Linked DNA regions of Mus musculus: all the other regions are linked to region 3. Evidence: chromatin contacts called from public HiChIP or PLAC-seq, Micro-C and promoter capture Hi-C data. All regions are on one chromosome and are shown on one strand. The core of a region is the stretch at or near the end of the contact, and the rest is flanking DNA. Distances in the headings are between cores, read along the strand shown.

Region 1 (2,741 bases), core at 182-2,681, 360 kb before region 3:
TTGGAGATGCGACTGCAGTCTGTGCGTTAGGCATAACAGGGATGAATGTCAGAAGTCTGCAGGCAAGTGGTGCGTTAATCAATTTTCTTACAATTGCATTGTTCAAACTCACAGGGAGCTTAAGGTTTGGTAATTATTGTATTCTATGTTAATTAAAATTGCCTTTGTTTTATTTTGAGTTACTACCCAAGTAGAGCATATAAATAAATGACCAGATTATTAAAAAAAAACACACATTTTTTTGGTAAACTTTATATATGAATGTGTCTACACCCTTCCCCCATTCCTCCCACAACCCTCCTTTCCCTAACAAACTCACGACCTCATCTTCAATTATCATTTTACACATATGTATACACAGCTGTATTTATAACCCACTGAGTCACTCTGGCATTGCTCAATGTCTAATAATAAATACAAATAAGACTGGTTTGCTTCTGCCTGCTACTTGCTACAATCCTACAAACAATTCATTCAATTTTTAGAGGAACCCAGCCTTCTGCTCCTAAGCATTGCATGGAAATGTTGCAAGGACCTATGGACAAAGTACACACGACGCAAACATTTTTATTAAACAAGTGCAATTAGGAACACATCAGCTTTAAGCATGTGTCAGTTTTCCTTTAAGTTAAGATAGGTAAGGATTTTCCAAAGTTGAGCACGTAGGAGCAGCTGGAGGAGTGGGCAGGACATTTGCTGTATAGACTCTGTAAACCAACATTACTAAGATAAAGTGTGAGAACTCTTCTTCTTCTGAAGTCTCTTACTTTACCAAGTTAATAAATTATTAACAGGTTAAACACAGATTTTATTATATAATAAAAATATAAAGCTAGGCAAATTTCCATCTTGACTGTAGATAATACTGCAGACATGATGAAGATGGTTAAAGTGCCCTTTAGGAGGGTAAAACCGTGTGTGTGAGTGTGTAACTGTGTGTGTGAATGTGTAACTGTGTGTGTGAGTTTGGATGCGCAGGCAACAGAATTATTGACCTGACAATAAAACCCCTTCTTACCTTTATGCTTGGGATGAGCCTTTCGTCCTCCGGCACACTGGGGTTAATGGCAATGACCACACCCTCGTATCCATTGCTGTTGAGATGCACCATGGAGCTCTCTGTGTTCTGCAGGAGATGCAGGGTGAGGAACAGAAGGACCTGCAGCCCTGGCACCATGTTCGCACTGCTCCAGTGAGAAGGAGCAGCACAGAAGGGTATTTATGTGTGTGCCTCGCTCGGGAATTTGAAATAATGTGATCCCTGCCCCCCCAGCCTGTCCTGGACAAGCAGTCCTTGAACATTCTTCCCAGAAGACCTTGGCTATTTGCCATGATAGGCAGGATATACATACTTTGTATGATAGGCCTTATCGGCCTGAACAGAAACAGCTGCCTTAGCTGCAGCTATGAACTTTGGTGTAGTGGAATTCATGAACGGACAAGAAATGGAAACTTATCAGATTGGCTGCTGTGCTGTTGCTACCTGCATTGCTATTCTGGGGTTGGGTTTTGAGGTTTACCCCTATATATATGCTGTGCTAAATATTAAACATGAGCCTTGGCTCCATGTTTCTTTCACCCTCCCATCTCCTCCCCGCCCCCCTGCCCTTTTTATTTCCAGCCCTCCTTTCAGGCGAGCCCTGCTTGAGTCTAAGCCACTGGACAGCCACAAATCAAGTCCAGAATATTTGCATTTATGTGTAGGGTGAAGTCCTCGTGACCGTCCTTATTGCTTTCATTCTGGAGACTTAATGGTTAAATGTCAGTGGGGACTAAGGTAAACACATCTATGGTTCTTTCTAAGGCACCAAGTATTTCCTGAAGTGAGCTATCCTTTTGGATTGTTTGTGAAGCCACCCTCATAGCTGTGGGTACTTGTCATTGTGACCGTCTTCATCACTGCCACCCCATCTTCATAAAGATACAGCCCCACAGTTCTAAGTTTTCAGGGTCTGTTTATAGGGTGAGGTTAGCAAGTGATTTAAAAAAAAATCACAGGAAAGAGCAGATGGAAAGGCTGGTGTTAAAAAAGCAAACAACGAACAGGGCTGGAGTGGGCGTGGCAGAGATTTATGACTTTATGTTCCTTCTCGGGAGGGGACTGTTAGAAGCACAATGCTTCAAAACCGGCCTTGGATCACGTGGGACTTTCCTTTGTCATCTTCCATGATAGCTCCTAGTTTGTTTCGGCTTTTGAGTGGCACTGAGTATTCCACATCCTTTTGTAACTTGAGAACTTAATATTCTTCACCTGAGAGTTTTTTGTTTGTTTGTTTGTTTTTTTGTTTTTTTGTTTTTTTCCATTGACTAAAGTGCTCTATAGCTTGAGTCGGTTGTACAGTGTCATCATGAGTGCGCTCGAAGCTGGCTGAATGTGAGCCCAACTCCTTCTTGTCCTGGTCACTTAAAAGTCACATATTTCTCTGTTAGGGTTGTGTGACTTTTTTTTTTTAAGCTTTGTCTTTTGTAAAATATCTGAATTGTTATGAGATGTTGGAACTGCTAAATGAATTAATCCATGGGAAACATGTCTTACTGCCTTACACAGTAAGACCATGTTGCAAGCAAGCAAACAAAGAAAATGATAAAGAAAAAAAGATGTTATTGTCCTATTCTGGCACAAAGTAGACCTCAGCAAATTAATGTTTATTCCTTGATTTTCTTGTATTTTTCGATTTATGTGAAAAAATTGAGTGCTTCAGGAGCATCACCCAGTGCTCTGTGGTCAGGCACAGAAATGA
Region 2 (2,867 bases), core at 176-2,675, 310 kb before region 3:
TAACCACATTTTGTATGACTTCTGAAAGAAAATACACTAATGGTGTTTTTCATAATGGAATTAATTTTTTGGCAAAAGAATGATTTATTAGAGAAAGAAGAGGTAATAAGAAATATAATAGGAATTTACTGCAAAGGTGAGGGAATATTTCAAAGTATTCTCTCCATGTACTGACCTGCAGAGCCTGCTGGGAGACGCTGCCACTTGTAGATGAAATCCTACTGAAAGCGTCGATAAGGCTGCTTACATGTTTGTTGGCATAGAAACGAAGCCCTCCTGAAGGAGAATTTTAAATGGGAAAATCAAATGTGCTATCAGAGATTTAGTTTAAAGTCCACCTGATGTTTCATTTATTATTAAATAATTATATTCTGTGTCTGCACGTAAGTCAGTGGACAGCTTGTTGAAGTTGCTTCTCTCTTTCCGCCATGTTGGTTCAGGAGTTGAACTCAGGCTGTGAACTTTCACTCACTGAGCTGACTCACCAGCCTCGAGTTAACGTTTCTGTTTAAACTCCACAGAAGATGAGTTTCTAAACCATGGACATTCAGAGTATCTCTGAACTTACTATAAACCTATATTAATCAAAACATCTTATTCAGAATAGGTAAGTTAAAGAGAAGTGGAAAATGTAAGCATAAGGGAAATTTCATTATTTTATGTCAATCAGCAGAGGTAAGTGCAATAGTGAAATTGGGCTAAGTACCCAGTGGTTCTATAGAAGGTGAGACTGAAGATTGCTTCAGAGGATGCCAATGTATAACAGAATAGTCATGGGCAAAATGCAGAGAATAAATGATGCGAGTGAAAGAAGATTTTTGGGTATGAAGATATGGGAAAGACTAGATAACAAAGGACAGGAGTTAGACAAATGACTGCCAGAAATGTACCAACCAGTGCATGCTAACTAAAGTAATGCATTTCAGAAAGGCCAACTGGAAGATCCTGGAAGTAACCCAAGCAGGGTGTGAGTGCTGGGTCAGGGTGTGATGGGAAAACCTGTTAGGGAGAGAAGATACTCGGATCTCCTGAGGTGGTGGGAGCAGAGTGGGCTGGCGGGGAGGCCTGATCCGGTGACCAGGGTTTTAATTGAGAAAATCATTTGTGTCTCCAGGTTTTCACCTCCTCACCTATCATGAGACGTCTAAATCTTTACTGCGGGATTGAATGGTACTTTGGTATTGAGCTGACACTTTCTACTTGTATTTGCGTAACCATGGAGACAGAGCATCTGTTTAGTGCAATGAAGAAAAAGTGGGTGAAGGATGAATGAAAGCAGCAGGCACCGAATAATTTAAGATGGGGACATGCGAAGAAGCAGAGAAAGGAAAGAACTGAACTTGAAGGTCAAAGAAGAGAGAAAAATTAACTTTAAACAGGGAAGTGTTGAAAAGCTTCCCACTTGGTGAACATCTGTCCAAAGGTTCCGAAGTTGTACCTGTCATGTCTGACAGAGTCTCCAGTTCTCGGGCAGCAGAAGGCCCCAGAGCGATGGTGTGGATGATGGCACCGCTGCGAGAGACGGCCTCAAAGCAGGAACTTATTCCATTATCTTCCCCATCTGTCAGCAATACGATCTCAGAACCGGAAGTGCTCTGGTCACTGGAGGTAATTGCCTGTGAAAAGCAGGGTGCTAATTACATGCTGTCACTGCTGATAAACTTAAGAATGCACATATTTTTAATATTCTCTTTCTTAGCTGACTTGATGATACACGGAAATGGGCAAGCACTAGACTTCTCAGTACTTTTAATCCTCCAGAGATAGACATGTTGGCTACTCAGTAGAGGATGAACAAATCTCCAGTAATGATTTCTGGCATACAGTAGCTACTAAATGAATAAAAATTAAAATGAATGTAAATAGTTGTTATTATCTCCCCACAAAACACTTGATGAAGATTCAAGACTTTCAGATAGTTGTAGATTCCTTCCGACTTGATAGCATTTGCAAAGTCATGACCACAGTTGGACTAGCAAGATTCAATTATTTGAAATGTCACTTTTCATGTATTTTATTTAGTTATTATTAAAGAATTTTATGATTTACCCAAAACAAAACAACTTTGACTTATCATGAAGGAAGAAGCTGATATACTTTGTTATAATTGGTCTGCATATTTTTCTGACTTCCACCAAGAATATTAGTTAAGAGTCTTTGTTTTAGGTACCTTGAGAAGAAATTATGTTTTCTAATTTATGTTAGTCTTTCCTGAGATTTTCCCAAAGACACACACACACACACACACACACACACACAAACACACACACCCCTCTTTCAGACTGTTAGTGTAATGATTGTTTATAGACTGTAGAGATACGGTTCTCATTCCTAGATTTGGCAATTGTCTTATAATGGATAAATCTCACTATTCCAATTTTCAGCTTCATTTTGTGCAGAATGGTTTTACTAATGTTACCTAACTCCTAAAAGTTTAAGGATACAAGATCACACATCCACAGCACTTAGCACAGTCAGTAATATACTGTATGGCCAACATATAGCTACTTTATAGTTATTGTGAAAGTAATACATTTATGTCTTGATATGTTTTCATTAAGTGAAAGCTGGTTATCTTATTCATGTTTTAGAACTGAATAGATGTATGACAATTACTTTCAAAATAGCAAATCTTTGCGAACATTTACTTATATAATTGCTACAGTTAAATGTGGTAAACCCTATTTATAGCCATCTGGGTTCAGGAAAGAGATTTTCAATATTGAGTTACTTTCACAAGATCCTTTAGATAATATACAGTAGAGTGAGCACCTCCGGTTTTAAAAACCCATCTGATTTTTGACCTGGGTGCCATGAAGCAAGCTAAGGGATAGTGTGAATCAAAGGTCTGCATAGGGTAGCAGTGA
Region 3 (2,863 bases), core at 319-2,818:
TAGAGTCCTCATGATGAGATCTGTGTCCTTACAGGAGGTAGGTGAGATCTTGCTTCTTGCTCAAGTGAGAATACAGCAAGGAGGCTTCCAACCATCTGTAAGCATTAGGAACAGACAACTCACTAGCAGCCAGATTGGTTGATTCTTGAGTTGGGTCTTCTGAGATTCTAGAAATGTGATAAATATGTTTCTGTTCTTTAAACAACTCAGCCTACGCTACTTTCTTATACAAGGCTGAATTAAGACGTCTATTACCAGTCTATCCATGGCTGCTCATGTACCCAGCATGTCCATATTGAATGTCCCAGGCAACAGAGAGAAGAGCTTCAAGCTACTTATGCAGAAGGTGCATATTGAAGTGGCTTGTTGTTTTTGACTGTGGAATATCATTCCATTGTATTGAATATGTAATCAATTTTCCTGCTGGTAAACATTCAATCTACTTGCCATTTTTAGCTATTATAAACAAACTTGCTATTTATGACTTTCTTATAGAATATTTCATAAACATGTATTTTCATTTTCCTCACCTAGGCGAACAGCTCCCTATGGAAACTCCCTAAGAAGCACAGCATCTGGCTCTGAAGAGCTTGTACTAGCCATACTGAAGGGCCGACAGTTCAGCTCCTAGCTGACATTTCCCATAGCTACCATTTTACTCTATCTACTAGAAGTATGCGCTGCTTCGATATGCTGTTCATTTTTATATCTCTTCCTGTGGTGGAACCTGAGGGAGTGGAGCGGAGGAACGAGGCAGACTAACGCCGCATGCAATAGCCAACTTTATTCAGAGCATCAGACAGTGTATACCCTGAGTGCTAAGAAAGGTCACTTGAGTATATAAGAAGGACAAGGTGCACGCGGCAAAAACATGTTTGTTTGTTTGTTTCCCATAGAGGCAAATAAATGGATAATAGCCAGTTGTACAAAAACTCGGACGTAAACTCACTCCTATCTACTACACCTGGGAGGTGCATGAAAACATTCCAAGAACAATGACAAAACTCCCAAAATCTCATAAGGAAAACAAAACAAAACAAAATAAACAAACAAAAAACCACTACTAGGTCCTACCAAGATCTCATTTGGCCGGTTCAGCAGTTTAGAAAGCACAGCAGCTTTATCTAAGGACTTAGGAGGACTTGAACGACATTTTGGAGAACCTGCTGACTATGTTTTTAAAGAAGAAAAACTCCTGTGGGGGATAATGCCATACACTGGAAAGGTTTTTCTGTCTTGGGTTTTTTCAAATCCTAGCTACAAAAAAGGGCAAAAGCAGGGAAGTCATTTTTCGATCCAGTGTCAAGAGACTCGGAACGGACCTTCCTTCCCTGCTAGGATGAGAGCGGTTGAGATTTTCGGTCAGCGACGCACAAAAGCTACGCCTTTTCTCAAAGCTAAAGCTTTTGAAAAATCTCACTAGAGAAACCAGAGCAGAGACAACCCCCCGCCGGCCACGCCCCCTCACTCCCTCCAATCACAGCAGGAACGGCGCTCGCGCTCTAGAGCTCCCGACCAATTAGCTGCGTCGGAGCGGGCCGATGAGGGCGGGGCGTCCGTTTCCACAGAAACCGCAGGCCGGTTACTAGCAACGTTGAGCTCCAAGGTGGACGCGCTCAGGCCGCCGCTGCCTGTTCTGGTGACTCGTCAGCTTCTCTCCCCGCGCTCCCTGCCCTTCCCTCTGGCCTCCTACTCTCTCTGCACTCTCCGCCTGCTGCAGTGACCCAGGGCCGGGCAGGCCTCAGAGAGGCCTCCGGCCATTGTAGGTAGTGGCGGCGGCGGGGGATGACGTCAGGGCGACGGGCGGACGGGCGGGCGGGCGCGAGTCTGGGGTGGGCTCTGAGGGCGGGCCGCGCGTGACCCTAGGCACCCGGAAGTGAAACCCGTGGTGCCCACCCCTCCTGAACAGTATGTGTTTGGTGCTCAGGTCCTCACTGTCACCCAGAGGAAAGCGGACATTGTGCCCCTGCTTCCCGCGGTGTGGTCTCGGGGCGCCGGGGAGAAGTTAGCGGGGGATAGGGTCCCTGCAGAGCGAGGGTCCGGGTTTGGGGGTGTTTCCGACATAGTGTTTTCCTAATCTTGAGCTCACCCGATGCCAGTCCAGTTCTTGACGTACCCCGAGTCATGTCCCCTGTCTCTGGCACTGAATATGTCAGTTGAGTAACCTTAACCTAACGGTGGCTGCTATTGGTGACCCTAAAGACCAAGTTTCTCTGTCACGCCATGGCTTACAAGGGTGTCAAATGTTTGAGGGTACGAGTGCCTCTGGTTTAGGTAAAGGATCAAACTGTAGAAATCGTGCCTGTTTGTAAGCTTTACTTCATACCTTTGATTAATGGTGAGACCGGCCATATTTGTAATTTTTAATAGCAAAGTATTATTATTGCTGTTTTCTGCTAATTCTACAACTGGTGTATATTAATAGTTTTAGTCTTTGCTTTTCGAGCGTCTCAAGATCTGAGCAGATAGCCTCATTTATTCGTCACTTTTGTTAACTCCATACAGACAAATGGGAGTCAGGATGAGTATAGAAACGATCCGTTGCAGGCCACTGATGCCCCCAACCCCCACCCTCTGGTTTAGTAGTTCTCCATTTATGACTGCTTCAGCAATGACTTTCTACAAAGAACAGATAGGTCTTCAAGGTTGTTCTGTAAAATCAGTTCTGATCAACTCAGGCTTGTAAGTAAATTTAAGGTAGGTTGGTTAATTCAGGATAATTACTTTAAAAAGGAGAAAGTGGAAAAAACGTGAAGATTGCTGAGCTGCCCCGCAGAGTGGGCCAGATGGCATCTAAGTTTAAAGGTGGGATAAAGTAAGATGAGTCCAGGGATTCTACTTCTTGCTCAGTGTGTCACCGTGA
Region 4 (2,746 bases), core at 115-2,614, 510 kb before region 3:
GATGGCCAGTGAGGCAGAAGTCAGTATGAGCGAGAGCTCATGGGTCAGAGCCATAGAGAAGCATGGCTGCAAACACAGGAGCGAGAGTCTGGAGGAGAGGGATTGGCAAGAGCAGAGCCACACAGAGGGAGGATGGGGTGGTTTGAATAAGAATGGCCCCTTAGGCTCTTATGGTTGACTGTTTCTGGGAATGTTTGAAAAGGATAAGAAGGTATAGCCTTGTTAAAGGAGGTGTGTCACTGGGGTGGGCTCTGAGGTTTCAAAAGCTCAAAGCTCAGTACATAAGCACCCAGCTGCCGCTCCAGCTCCACCCCCATACCTGCATGTCTGCTGCCGGGCTCCCTGCCGTGATGGTCATGAATCCACCCTCTGAAACTCTAAGCTCCCAGTAAATGTCTATCACAGTGCTTCTCAGCCTTCCTGATGCCGGTGGCCCCCTTCCAACCATAAAGTTACTGCCTTGCTACTTTGTAACTGTAATTTTGCTACTGTTCTGAATCCTAATTAAGTATCTAATATGCAGGATACCTGTTAGGCAACCCCCCCCCGGGGGTCATGACCCACAGGTTGAGAATCGCCACTCTCTGGGTTGCCTCAGTTAGGTGTTTTGTCATAGCAATCCCAGATGAGTTAAAACAGAGGGTAGGGTAAAACTCAGCCTTCTCCGTGTCTCCCCATTCCAGACCTGAGTGCCACGTTGCTCCTTGAGTCTTAACTACTACAGCGCATCCCGAACAATACTGATTTTTCCTCAAAGAGCATAAATCAGGCACATACCAGTACACTTCCAAATTAAAATAGCCCTAAACAGACATGTTTCTGGCCAGGGGTGACCTAAAAACTGCTTGGCAGGAAATTGAGACCAGTCTTTGCTTCTTATTGTGTAGAAGTGACGAGTCAGGGTTTCATGAAATCAAACAATCATGTCGATGCACAGAGGCTTCTGGAACACCCAGGAATTAACATGATTTCAGCTTACGTCTCTGACATTCCCCAGGGCCTTGGTTAACATGCTCCCATCAGCCCCAGAGCCAGGATTACAACTTAGCTACAGTTCATTACTGAAAGCTTATTTTTTTTTTTCTGGCAATGTTTAAGTCTGGGATGCTTGCTATTTGTCGGTGGGAGGGTGGGCCGGCTTCCCAGTCTGCATCACAATTATGCAATGAAAACTGCGTTGTTAGTCCTGTTTTCCACTCTTCACTGCTTGACCCAACTGTACTCTGGTTTCTGTTGCGGCTTTGCCTCCCTTCTTCTGTGGGTGATTACTAACCCTTCATTTTCACTCAGTGTAAACTTGTGGCACCACTGCCGCCCCTGTGCTGAAGCATCTTGTTTACCTAGGCTCCATTTTCCCAGTCTCCTGATGACCTTACTGTCCACTCTGTTAGCACTTTGTCCAGGCTCTGTCCCACAGTTACCTGGCAACAGTAGGTGTGCCTGACTCACTATAAAAGGGGCTGCTCGCCCCCTCCACTCTCTCATGCCTTCTTGCTCTCCCTCTGTCCTCTCATCCCTTCCCTTCCTCCCCTGCCCCTCCTCCCCTTCCCCTCCTCCCTCTCTCTCCGTGCTCATGGCCAGCTTGTATTCCTCGGCTCTCTCTCTGCCTTTCTCTGTCTCTACTACCCTCTCAACACCCCTCTCCATGCCCTGAATAGACTCTATTCTATACTATACGGTCAGTTGTGTGGCTGGTACCTTACAGGGAAGGGATACCCCAGCATGGGCCCATGAAGACACCCCCTTCCCCCACACCTGACTACACATCCACCAGACATATCGCTTCACTCCTTATCTTTTTTATAAAACACAACACACTCCTTCTGGGCCCACCCACTGATACTGCAGTTGCCACAAAGGTTAACTCACTGTTCAAAGTCCTATCTGTCCAAATACCAGCAATCAAAGGGCAGCAATGTCAGGTCAGCCAGCTAGAACGAACGGAATGTGATGATGGGACTTTGGCAAAGAGAAAAGACCCTCCTTGTGTGAAGAAACCATTATTTGAAAGACTTTAAGCATTGCCCTGATCGTTTAATCCTTTCATGGACTGGGCTTCACTTACACGGCGTGTGGTATACACTCAGTCCCATCATAACGAAATGATAGATGTTCCTGACTGAGCTCAGAGGTCTTAGTTAGGAACGTTAGTTAGACACGATTTGCTTTCAGTCTAGAAAGAGTGTTTCCCTGGAGCCTCTCGTCTGCTTATTAGCATCATACAAACTTCCTTGTACAAAGTGACATTGCTTTTACCATCAAACTTTTCCAGGGAGTGCTTTTCATTTTATATCATTTGTGTCCCCTCCATGCCTTCCAGAGGTCTCTGCTACGTGCCATCTACTCTGAGTTTACTATGGCCTTTATTCGTCTGTGGCTTGAAGGGACTGTCAGAGCTCAAATGACAGGAAAACTCACTTTCTTCACAGAGACCTTGGGATGCTTTGGGGTGGGGGTGATTTGGCTTTCGGCTCCATTTTTGTTTGTTTGAGACGGCATCTCATCAAATACCCTATTCTGGCCTTGAACTTGTAATCCTCCTGTCTCAGCATCCTGAGTGTTGATCATTAGGAGTGTGTGTTCTTCTTTTTTTTTTTTTAAAGATTTATTTGTTTTATGTATATGAGTACACTGTCGATGTCTTCAGACACACCAGAAGAGGGCATTGGATTCCATTACAGATGGTTGTGAGCCACTATGTGGTTGCTGGGAATTGAACTCGGGACCTCTGGAAGAGTAGTCAGTG

What was found. Promoter capture Hi-C pulls out the DNA fragments that hold promoters and counts their contacts. Hi-C and Micro-C count contacts between places; a contact is called where the count stands out from the background. HiChIP or PLAC-seq counts read pairs in DNA pulled down with a chosen protein or histone mark.
Region 1: a contact with region 3 is called in a promoter capture Hi-C map of macrophages, with 6 read pairs. The contact joins the promoter of Clca3a1 here to the promoter of Odf2l in region 3. A contact is called at or near these places in 13 of 39 promoter capture datasets (the 3T3-L1 cell line, 3T3-L1-derived adipocytes, the HPC-7 cell line and 8 more), 1 of 15 datasets of contacts at CTCF or cohesin (the NIH/3T3 cell line), 9 of 115 datasets of contacts at active chromatin or transcription factors (astrocytes, cardiomyocytes, embryonic forebrain and 6 more) and 2 of 9 other capture datasets (embryonic stem cells and liver).
Region 2: a Micro-C map of the G1E-ER4 cell line shows a contact between it and region 3. The contact joins the enhancer-like site here to the promoter of Odf2l in region 3. A contact is called at or near these places in 11 of 39 promoter capture datasets (the C10 cell line, the HPC-7 cell line, cranial neural crest and 6 more), 2 of 15 datasets of contacts at CTCF or cohesin (embryonic stem cells and stem cell-derived epiblast-like cells), 47 of 484 Hi-C or Micro-C datasets (the AML12 cell line, the C2C12 cell line, CD4 T cells and 25 more), 9 of 115 datasets of contacts at active chromatin or transcription factors (acute myeloid leukemia, bone marrow-derived macrophages, cardiomyocytes and 4 more) and 5 of 9 other capture datasets (adipose tissue, embryonic stem cells, liver and 2 more).
Region 4: a contact with region 3 is called in an H3K27ac HiChIP or PLAC-seq map of extraembryonic endoderm stem cells. The contact joins the enhancer-like site here to the promoter of Odf2l in region 3. A contact is called at or near these places in 8 of 39 promoter capture datasets (the 3T3-L1 cell line, the HPC-7 cell line, embryonic stem cells and 4 more), 13 of 484 Hi-C or Micro-C datasets (the G1E-ER4 cell line, Th1 cells, cerebral cortex and 2 more), 9 of 115 datasets of contacts at active chromatin or transcription factors (astrocytes, embryonic forebrain, embryonic stem cells and 3 more) and 2 of 9 other capture datasets (embryonic stem cells and liver).

What each region holds. Positions count from the first base shown.
Region 1 is chr3:144,759,546-144,762,286 of GRCm38.p6, forward strand. Clca3a1 (chloride channel accessory 3A1) reads right to left here and starts at 1,432. Exons shown (of 14, transcript NM_009899.4): 1 at 1,019-1,432. The coding sequence starts at 1,177.
Region 2 is chr3:144,807,141-144,810,007 of GRCm38.p6, forward strand. Clca3a2 (chloride channel accessory 3A2) reads right to left here. Exons shown (of 14, transcript NM_030601.3): 8 at 1,439-1,616; 9 at 176-276. Among named protein-coding and RNA genes, the nearest start is that of Clca3a2, 11 kb to the right of the region's middle. Within about 2 kb of position 1,426, at least 1 of the 459 cell types and tissues checked has an H3K27ac peak or open chromatin away from gene starts, as enhancers often do. A contact at or near this core is called in the G1E-ER4 cell line, where this site is marked.
Region 3 is chr3:145,117,021-145,119,883 of GRCm38.p6, forward strand. Odf2l (outer dense fiber of sperm tails 2-like) reads left to right here and starts at 1,569. Exons shown (of 17, transcript NM_001162538.1): 1 at 1,569-1,762. Gm40163 (a long non-coding RNA gene) reads right to left here and starts at 1,393. Exons shown (of 2, transcript XR_867692.2): 1 at 1,323-1,393; 2 at 1-95.
Region 4 is chr3:144,610,692-144,613,437 of GRCm38.p6, forward strand. No RefSeq gene overlaps it. Among named protein-coding and RNA genes, the nearest start is that of Selenof, 42 kb to the left of the region's middle. Within about 2 kb of position 1,365, at least 46 of the 459 cell types and tissues checked have an H3K27ac peak or open chromatin away from gene starts, as enhancers often do. A contact at or near this core is called in the G1E-ER4 cell line, astrocytes, extraembryonic endoderm stem cells and 2 more, where this site is marked.